2 separate regions of the Canis lupus genome follow, and region 2 is linked to region 1. A link is a contact called in public Hi-C data. All regions are on one chromosome and are shown on one strand. The core of a region is the stretch at or near the end of the contact, and the rest is flanking DNA. Distances in the headings are between cores, read along the strand shown. Region 1 overlaps ASAP1 (arf-GAP with SH3 domain, ANK repeat and PH domain-containing protein 1). Region 2 overlaps ASAP1 (arf-GAP with SH3 domain, ANK repeat and PH domain-containing protein 1).

The links. Hi-C and Micro-C count contacts between places; a contact is called where the count stands out from the background.
Region 2: a Hi-C map of blood shows a contact between it and region 1, with 3 times the contacts expected there. The contact joins two enhancer-like sites. A contact is called at or near these places in 2 of 9 Hi-C or Micro-C datasets (amygdala and blood).

The regions. Positions count from the first base shown.
Region 1 is chr13:27,783,331-27,788,575 of UU_Cfam_GSD_1.0, forward strand. All of the region lies in intron 3 of ASAP1 (arf-GAP with SH3 domain, ANK repeat and PH domain-containing protein 1), which reads right to left. Among named protein-coding and RNA genes, the nearest start is that of ASAP1, 160 kb to the right of the region's middle. Within about 2 kb of position 3,046, at least 2 of the 20 cell types and tissues checked have an H3K27ac peak or open chromatin away from gene starts, as enhancers often do. A contact at or near this core is called in blood, where this site is marked.
Region 2 is chr13:27,868,230-27,873,474 of UU_Cfam_GSD_1.0, forward strand. It overlaps ASAP1 (arf-GAP with SH3 domain, ANK repeat and PH domain-containing protein 1), which reads right to left. Exons shown (of 29, transcript XM_038555531.1): 3 at 2,879-3,005. Among named protein-coding and RNA genes, the nearest start is that of ASAP1, 80 kb to the right of the region's middle. Within about 2 kb of position 2,207, at least 14 of the 20 cell types and tissues checked have an H3K27ac peak or open chromatin away from gene starts, as enhancers often do. A contact at or near this core is called in blood, where this site is marked.

The sequences.
Region 1 (5,245 bases), core at 1,796-4,295:
AATTACCCATTTATTTCAGGCCTAACTTTATACTCTTTATTTTGTTGTCCATTGCTTTGGCTGCTTAAAGATAGGTAGGTGCGTGCTTCAGTGTCTGGGGACGGCATCTTTCCCATCTGAATCTGAATGTACCTTATACATCTAGTTGATATATTTCAGAAAAATAACACTGACAAAAACAAGTACATTTCTGTCCAAGGCACAAATTCAGACCTTTGGTCAGAGTGGTCTGTGTTAGAAAGCCTGAGTTGATTCCAGATGGTGATTCATATTCAACCAAGATTTGCTAAGCTCATCTTGCTCTTCCTACCCTCAAACTCATGAGCCAAGTGCTTTGCATGAATATTCTCAATCCCTAAATAGTCCTCCTGATGAAGTAATGATGCTAGATTTGTTTTACAGTGAAGAAACAGAGTTAGAAAAATTAAGTAACTTGCTAAAAGTCATCTGAAAATTCAAATACCACTTTCCCAAGTGTTTTTCTAGGCCTGTTCATCTTTCCTTTAGTCCTCAATGTTCAGAAAACCCAACTAAATCATAATGTGTGCTGTATCCTGCTATAATAAATCTGCTTGTTTTTCAATATTGCACAGATTTTCGAACAGCTATCACAAAACCTTTACATAATACCAGAGCCGTGTAAAGACAAAACTGAATTAATGGTTATAGATCACAGTAACAGGGTCATTTATGGTGTCAGGGTTGGGAAAGGAACTTCCCCTCTGCTCAAGTCTGCAGCTCTAAAAATGGTTTCCCCAAGCTAAAATCCTTTAGCACATCCCTAATCTTACCACCTTACACAAAATTAATCTGCAGACAAAATACAGTAAGTAAGCAGAAGACATTTGCATGTCTTCTAAGGGAATCCCTATACCTATGAAGATAAATTTGAAGAGGGGAAATATGCAGTATTTTTTTTTAAATATTTTATTTATTTATTCATGAGAGACACACAGAGAGAAGCAGAGACATAAGCAGAGGGAGAAGCAGGTTCCCTGTGGGAAGCCCAATGTGGGACTTGATCCCAGGACCCCAGGATCAGGACCTGATTCTCAAAAGGCAGATTCTCAACCACTGAGCCACCCAGGTGCCCCAGCAGTATTTTCTTTAAAAATATGAAATTTTCAAATTTCAAGTTTCAAAAGGTGTCAAACAGAAATGCATTTTGCAGGTGTGCATTCCTGAGGGGTGCCTTTTGTCCTTCACTTAAATTGTTTTCTTTATCTGTGGAATATCATTACACAGAGCAAGAATACACCTATTTTGTTTGCTTTGTAATAAGCACAATATGAAACCCTAGAGCCAGAAAGAAAAAAAGTCAGTAGAGTGAAGCTTTCCATGTGATAGAAGTGAAAAAACTTAGAAGGGAGAAATACTGTCACTTTCCTTTTTGAGAATATTGCTAATAACTGCTAGTACATTTTTCTAGTTATCACTGTTTTGTTCAATCCCTGTGTATATGACAGGAAAGTGGGAACCATTTTTTCTGATATGTTGAGGTCAGTGCTGAGTACCTAGAGACAGTCCTGTCTCTTGAGATACTGCAAAGGGGAACTTCACAAATGAAGCTCAAAAAAAAGATGGGCTAATGGAGAAAGATAGGATCCCACTGCTTATTGACCAATGGCTCGATATATATAGTTTCTTTAAATTAAAAAAAAAAGGTTCATTTTAGTGTTGTAAACATCACTTTTAAAATTTTATATTTAAAAAAAAAATAAAATAAAATTTTATATTTTTTAAATATTTTATTTATTTATTCATGAGAGATGCAGAGAGAAGAGAGGCAGAGATACAGGCAGAGGGAGAAGCAGGTTCCATGGAGGGAGCCCGATGTGGGTTTCGATCCCAGGTCTCCGGGATCACACCCTGAGCCAAATGCAGACGCTCAACTGCTGAGCCACCCAGGCATCCTTCACTCATTGCTTTAAAATTAATACGGAGAAAGCCTACATTCTAAATTTATTTCACTTATGAAGGAGAAAAACCAAACTAATCTAAAACCCTGAAGCTCAGAGGCCCTTGCCAAGGCAGGGTCATGCCTGCTTCCCTCCACTCCAGACGTGGCAATGCAGAAGGAAAAGGAGCAGAAGCAAAGTGGTAGGAGCGGTCAACAGGGACCTGGGGTTGGGGCGACAGACTAGAAAAAACACAAACCATGTCCAGTACACTGGTTTTGCATCAGAATCCCTTGGGGGAACTTGCTATAAATGTGGAAGCTCAGCTCCCAACACCAGAGGGTTGTACTCAGGAGAAGCACATAGGACCTTGTAATCTGTTTCTTAACTGGCACCCCTGGGGATCCTGATGGCACTTAGAGAGAACCTTGCAATGTCATACTGAGATGACAGACAATCTTAGGTGAGATAGGAGAGAGTGGTTTCAACTGGTCTGTGGTGAGACCCAGGCAGGTTTTTAAAGCTCCCCAGATGATTCTGATGTGCAGCACTGCCCCAGATGTGTGCAGGTGGCATACAAATGAAACTTGGGATCTTGTTGGCTCTGATCACAAAGTGCATTATTCTGACCCCTAGGACTTGTTCAAAAGCCCGCTGGCCCCAGCACCCTCTGTGGGATGAGGGGGTGGGGCAAGTACACAACACCAGTCTTCAAGTGAGGAGGCCTCTGTTCTAGTCCTGGCTCAGCCACTAACTGGCTACAGGCCTTTATTGAGTGGGTCTTGAAGTTTTTCCATCCAAGAAAGGGAAATTTCTTTTGCAGCTAAAACGCTGTAACCCAGAGCACCTTAAGTGCGATCACCGTTTCATTCTTCTCATGCTGATGTGCACTTCCCTGCTTGCACTGCTCCGCCTTGAAAAGCACCATGTCAGAAAGGCAGGCTTGGAGACTATGACAGTCACAGACTGCTGTGACTCTGCAGAGGGATGGAGTGACTTGCCTGTCACCAATGCGTGGAAGATGGGCCCTGCTGGCATCCTGAGTTCCTTTTGGAGGAGCCAAGTCTTCACTTCCTCTGTACAGGGCGGCATAATGACAGTGCAAAAATAGGGAGGTTGGGTTTTCATTGGTAGAGAGAACACAATATCTAGTTGACAGAGGACCAGGCTGAAGAATCAGGAAGCTGTGGTTTCTGGTCTAGACCCTTGCACTGGACCACACAATCTCTCTTGAACCATCACTTACCTTTAAGTATGCCCAAGTTTCTTAAATGATAGACAGTGAAAGGGATGCTTAACCTCCTCCTTGTGCCAAAGAAAAACAAAGTGATATGTCAACTTCTCTCTTCCCGCTTCCTCCCAAAGCATTCACTGTTGGGGATGTACCTTGGGAATTAACACCTGATGATATACTATTTTATTTCATTCAGTTTGATCAACAAGAGTCCATTTCCCTGGGATCAAGAGAAGCAAATGGCAACACGCTCCTTTTCCTTAGCACAGCCCTAAGCACAGAGTAGATGTGTGTCGAAGTGAATGGGAGTCCTACGCAGCTCTGAAAGTCCTCCTTTATGGCCTATTCTGTAATTCTTCTCCCACACTTGTAGGCAGAAATGGATAGTGAACCTCTCTTTTCCACCATAGTTCCCTGCCCTTAACTTGGAAGAGGGACCCCTTGGTGACGTGTAGGAGCACAGACTCCTCATACTATAGCTCCATGTTAAAATACTGTGTACTTTGTCACTGGGTGACCTTAGACTGTTTTCTTTTTTAAACTTTCTTAGATTCTGTGGCTTCATCTGTAAAACAGGAGGCTATAATCCTATAATCTTAACCACGTCTAGAGGTTTAGAGAGAATGAAATTAGAGAGTATACGAAGCTCCCAGCACGAAGACGACAGTCAGCAAATGGCAACTCCTCCTCTTCCAAGTGCTCTGAAACCCGCAGCTGGGAGATTTCTGCATATGGAGTTAGATTTCTGGCCCCAACAGAAGAAAATAAATGGGTGAATAAATGAAGCCTGTATGAGGCTTTCTACAGGTCATCAAGAGCTACTACAGAAAGCCCACTAATTCATTTATTAAAGATTCCTGGAAGGCAGCAGTAATGGCTTTGGGCTGCTACTCACTTAGGCACATTCAGACTGATGACCACAAGGTCAATACCCCCCTCTCAATTACCAGTCCCCCTGAGACATCCTGGCTTGCTTGTGTGCAAAAGCTCTCCTCATGGCCAGCACAGAAGCCAGAAAACACTTTGGAAACATGGGAATGCACAGAGCTAAGTGTTCACTCCGAGAAAATAAAATGGCGACTACAAGAAGTATCAGAGACTAGATAGGTCTGTTTGCTTCTTTGTTCTAAATTTACAAAATGCATGGGGAAAATTGTTTATATTCCATAAATAGTATATAGTATTTACATTATATATGGAAAATATATATGGAATAGAGTTTTAGATAATAGTTCTAGAACAACTGGAAGGGATATAGGTACCTACAATCAAGCTAAAGGTAATACTAGCTACATTTTTACAGAAGTCAATGTCCTAATAATGTCTGGGCTTCATCAGAGGCTCCAGAAACGGGATTCTAAGGTACAGTGATTAAGGAAAGAGTTAAGTTCCAAAAAACAAGCAGGCCTCGCTAAAGAATAGAAAAAAAAAGATCAGATACAGGATCTTCTATGAATGAGTGGATGCCCTGCACTGAAAAATGATATAAAAAGACCCCCTCGAAGGCCTGGCTCCTAGGTCTGGCACTGCTATTTAATAAGATATGGTGTCCTAGGCACTCCCAGAGCCCAGTTCCTCATCTGTTAAAAAAACAAAAACAAAAACAGGTAGAGGTGAGGTGGGATCAAAGGGTATAAATTCCCAGCTATAAGATGACTAAGTTCTGGGGATATAATATACAGCGTGATGTCTATAGTTAATAATACTGAACAGTCTATTTGAAAGTTGCTAAGAGAGTACATTTTAAAAGTTCTTACCACACACACACACAAATTGTAACTATGTGAGGTGATGGATATGTTAACTAACCTTACTGTGGCCATCATGATACACATATATAAAATCACTGTGTTGTATACCTTCAACTTACCCAGTATTATGTGTCAATTACATCTCAATAAAGCAGGGGTGGTGGCCGGGGGAAGTCCTCAGAAAACAAAGGTGGGGTACTATACTGCCACAGCTGTCACAACAATCTCCTCTACTTCTGTGACAATTTATAGAGCAATTTCAGGTACATTTCACATTATTACTGTGAGAGAAGTTGCAATAGCCCCCATATAAAGGAGGAAGCTGAACCCGAAAAGGTTAGTGGTGTGATCTGGGGCAAGTC
Region 2 (5,245 bases), core at 957-3,456, 84 kb after region 1:
TTTGCCAATGAGACACAAGAAAAGGAAGAGTGTGGGTTAATTTAGGCATCCAAGCTTGGAGAGCTACAGTTTTTTAGTTGAGACCTCTATAGGTTGATTAGGAACCCAAAGAACAAAAAGAATTTATAAATAAACAGAAAGGCACTTAATAACTGGAACTAGAAAAAGATTTTTTTAAAAAAGAATTCCAAGCTGTCCAAATGAATTCCTATTCCTGGGTTTCCACATCACCAAAAAAGTACCCAAAAGTCCTATTCCTAAGAATAACCCACAAAGTAACACAAACAGCATTCTTAAAGTTTCCAAGTATCTCACTTGTGAAACATATGCCAACAAGATTTTGTGGTCTGCCCCAAAAGGTAATAACCTTTAGCCCCATATCTTTTAAGAACGGAATTCTGATGCACTTATTTATAACAATGTACTCCTTCCGTATATGCAAAATTAGTGGGGAAAAAATAAAAATTCAACTGTGGTGGTTACCTATCAGTAAGAAACTAGCAGGTATATTTCACATATATGCAAAAGGCCATCACTCATGATGAGTTCAGCTTCATGGCATGTGAGTCAAGAGTTAAAGATGCAGATTAGGGGAATGACTCCTTGACCAGTACTACACTGAAGTGCAGAATAACAATTACAAAATTATTGTGTCATTCTGACTGAAACATTTACTGTAATATTTTTGAGGACATGAGTATTATCACCATAATCTAACATGACACTTTTGAACTTCTAGCCTGATTCTGATTCCTCAAGTTCACAGGTGACCACATGTATATGGCCATTGGATCTAATTTCTGACCTAACCCTGCAGAATAGTATTCCTCATTTAAAAAAAAAAAAAATATATATATATCTATTGCAGTCACATTTAAATTTAGTTACCTCAAACTAAGATTAAGAGCGGCTGCATGTAATTAACATTAACCCTATCCTCTCTTGCTGCTGAAAAATATGGGCATATACCCCTACAAACAGCATTATCAGCTACTTACCCTTATCACACCCCACACAAACAGAATACAGTAACACTATCTAAATGGGCAGAAAGGAAAAGTTAATATAACTGACAGCTCTATTAGCAGGCACCGTAGAACTTATCTAAAAGGAAAATAACCACTCAGTCTAATCAATGTCACATCCTTCAGAAGGCATATACGATTAGTACACAAAAAGGATGCAAAATGCTCCTGTATCACCATGTTCCAATTTATCACAATTAAGTGAAGTGAAGGACAGACCCATTATGAGGTTGAATGCCTGGCAATTCCGTGTATTCCCGGACACTAAACGTCAGGGTACTGCAACAGAATGACAGGTCACAAAGACAAAAAAAAAAAAAAAAAAAATCATCCATTTACCTCTGGCTTTCAAACAAACTTAGTTGGGAGGTATTTCTCCAAATGAATTTCAAGATTCCGTTCAATAACCCAACATTAACTTCACAGAGAACTCTAGAAGCATCCTCAACTGGCATACGATGCTGAGACTAATTCACTGCACCAGGCAGGCAAAGACAGGACCCCACAGGAAAAGAAATTTCTCCCCTCTTAAAATTTAGGACTTTGTGCTTCAGAGTACCAATTCTGCAAGTAATCTGGCCAGAAGAGTGAGTACCAAAGCCCGTACCAAGGGCAGTTTCCCACAGAAGCCCAAGCTTCTCAATATTACAGAGAGCTGGCTGTGGTGAGCTTCTATCAGAAAGAGCTCCCCAAACCTCAAATAAACCAACCACAGGATAATCCACCCCAGGAAAACGATCTGCCTTCCTAAATTCCACCCCCCCCCCCCCCCCACTGCTGTCTTTTCCGATTGAAATAGGCTTGGCTTGTTTGGAGGGGAGTGGTGCTTTATGGCACTTACAGATGGTGCAGAGTTCCAGGGCAAATGTCCTATTTTTATGGAGGTTCAGAGGCTTTTGCAGCCCTTGGGTTTGCGGGTTCCTCCTTACCTACCCACCCTGGCCTATCACGAATTCACTTCAATTTTAAAGGAAATCGCCATGCCCTTGGCCCTGCCCAGGACACCCACAATGCCTCTCTGGAGGGTCTAGATAAGGGGAGCTGTCCTTCTGCAGGGTCAGACCCCCCCCTCCCTTCTCCCGTTCTGGCCAGCTCTTCCCCGGCAGCCTCAGCCTCGGGTCTTCCTTCACAGCTTAGGAGCGCCCTGCGGGCAAGTCCTGCTGGCGCAGCAGCCTCGGCAGAACCAAACCCTCCCTCGGGTGCTGGGAGCCGGGAGGGGAACCTGTCTGTCTGCACAGATCTCTCTTTCCAACCCAGGGTTTAGGCACCAGAGACTGGCTGCGGGGAGACTCCTGGGGTGGAGGCAATGCCAGCCCGAGTCTCCTCTCGACCCTTTGGGGTTTTAATCCCGTGGGCCCCTGCCTATGCAGCTCAGCCCGCCTGGCGGAGCCGAGTCACGGAGAGGGGCACTCAGGGACCATCTCTCGGTCCCTCGCTGGTGACCTTGGCCGTGCTGCTTCGCCTCCCTCTGCCCTCTGGGGCCTGACGCCACTTACTTCGCGGGGTAGGACGGGGTCAGAAGGATGTGGAAAGAGCCTGGCAGCAGGGCACCCACGAGACAAGGAGAGGACTTGCCTCTTCTTTTTCCTAGGGTACCAGGAGCTCGCTCCATCCTCTCCCCGCCTCCAGCGCCCCGGCCAACGGAGCGGGGGGCTGCACACCTCAAGTCCCCCTCTTCACCTGGGAGCCGGAGGTGAGGGGGTGGGGGTGGGGGTGTGGCTGCCCCAGCCCCCTCACATCCCTCCCGCTCGGAAATGCAGCCGATCCAGCTGCGAGCGGGGGCAGCGAGGCGCCCCGGCGGAGGGGCCGGGGTCCCCGGGGGGGGGGGGGGGGCGGCGCCGGCCCCGACCTACCTCCTCCAGCAGCGTGACGGTGTTCCTGCAGTTGTGCAGCCGCGTGGTGAAGCTGGACGTGGTGGGCGAGTTGTAGTCCTCGGTGGTCTCGGTGATGAACTCGGAGACGGAGATCTGGTCCGGCATCCTGCCGGGGGGGCGAGACACAAGCGGGGGCGGGGAGTGAGTCACGGCGCAGGCTCCCGGGGCCGCGGGCCGCCCGGCGGCTCATGAACGCCCCGCGCAGCCTGCCACCCGGCGCCCGGCCTGGCGCGGCTCCCGTCCCCGTCCCCGGCGGCGGCAGAGAGGGCGGGCGCGGCGGCTGCAGCGGGTGCAGCGGGCGCAGCGGGCGCAGCGGGTGCAGCGGGCGGCGGGGCTTCAAACTCCGAGCGGCGCGCGAGGCTGGGGGCTCTCGGGGACCCGCCTCCCTGTGCTCATGCCGGCGGCGGGGGAGGGGGCGCGGCGCTCGGCGGGGCTCGGGCCGGCCGGCGCTGCCTCCCGGGGCGCTCTGACAGGCGGCGGCGAGGACACCGACGGACTGCCCGAGCGCACACTCCCGCGGGCGGGAGGGCGGGATGCAGGGAGGGCGGAGGGCGGGCGGCGGGCCGCGGGCGGCGGGCAGGCGGCGCTCCCGCTACAGTCACGGGGACAAACAAGGAAGTGCTCTGCGCACGCGCCGCCGCCCGCCGCGCCCCGCCCCCGCCGCCCGCGCCCCTTCGCCCCGCCCCCGCCGCCTGAGCCCCGCCCCCGCCGCCCGCGCCCCGCCCACACGGGCCTCGCCCCGCCCCTCACGAGCCCCGCCCACACAGCCCTCGCCCCGCCCCCGCCTCCCCGGGCATCGTTCCGACTCGGGCGCCCCGGTCGGGGGGCGGCGGGGGTGGGGGTGCGGCCCGGCTCGGGGGGCTCCGGAAGCCTGCGCCCCGCCCCCGCCCCCGCCCCCGCCCCCGGAGCGGTTACTTCAGCGAGCTCGTTACGCCTGCGTTCTGCGAGAAAAGGGACCAAAAAAAGTTGTGCGCGTTCTTTTTTAGTCCCGAGTGGGTGCAGGCAGCCAGGCCGGGAGCGCCGCCTCCTGCTGCGAGGGCCGCGGACCGAGGATGGAAGGGGGGGCGCGGGCGCGGGGGCGGGCGCGGGGGCGGCGGGGGCGGCGGCGGCCCCCGGGGCTCCGGCTGCAACCCGCGCGCTCGCCTGCCTCCCGCCCTCGGTCCCGGGCAGCGTCCTTGGGAGGCGAGTTCTGTGCTGCTACAATGCTAAGACAAATGAAAAGATTTTTGCTTTTTGCTTTTTTTTTTTTTTGCCTTTTTTTATAATTCTCTAATCTTCCATTTGCATGTAAGTTTTTTGTTGTTTTTTTTAGCCCGCAGGACACACGAGGGTCAAGAGCGCAAAAGGTATTTCCGGAGGTGCAAATGGTGTATGTACAATGCCCAGCAGATGCCAAATTTCAGCGGATGAAGTACCAACAGATTGTTCATTCCTCGGTCCTGGCAGATGGCTGTTTTAACTAGCTCGGTCTACTTAGTCCAAAGAATCCCATTTAATGTCTCACCACTGATTTTGGATAAAATTGGTTTTAAAAAAAAAAGAAGAAGAAAGCTAGGCCCTTGGGAAGCTTCCCACCATCCCTCTCATTGAAGCCTTATTGCAGTCTTATAAACTCGTCTCCAAATGCACCACCCCCTTAGGGCAGAAGGCTGGCTCTGTGGCCTCCCCTAGGCCTGAGTTCCTGCCATCTTGTGTGGCTAAGTGTTATCTGGTCCTTACCCACAACTACAATGGAGTGACCCAAGGCAGGGACCTTGCCTAGCCTTGGGCCTGGCACAGAGAAGTAGCCAAGTGCTTGTCAAATCAAAATGCATCACCTTACTGTCCACAAATACTTGCTAAGGGCCTACGACATGCCCTGGAGATTCAGTAATGACAATGTCCCTGCTCTTAGAAGCTTCCCTTCTAGTAGGGAAAGAGGTATCCAACAAATCATGTGATACAACATGGAATACATATAAAGTAAGAAAGTGATGGAGGTGCTACAGTATAAGGAATGTTCAGAGAAGACCTCTCTGGCAGGTGACATCTTGAGCAGAAAAGAGAACAAGAGGCCATGTCCCAAAGACATGTTAGCTATGGGATCTTGGCCTTCAGTTGCCTCATGTGCAGATTAATCAATCCCGTGAGGATGTAAAATAATAATGGCTGAGAAAGTACTTTGTGCACAGGAAAGCCATTATGAAATGAGTTCGAGGAGTTTGGTCTGCCTGTGTTGGCTGTACGGAAGCTGGAGTACGCCGCCAGCAAAGTACTCATTAATATCAGGTAGGCAAGGGTTTCAGTTAACTATAGGAAGAAGTTCAGACGACAGCGGATGTGAATAAAGATTTTTCTCTGGCAAAG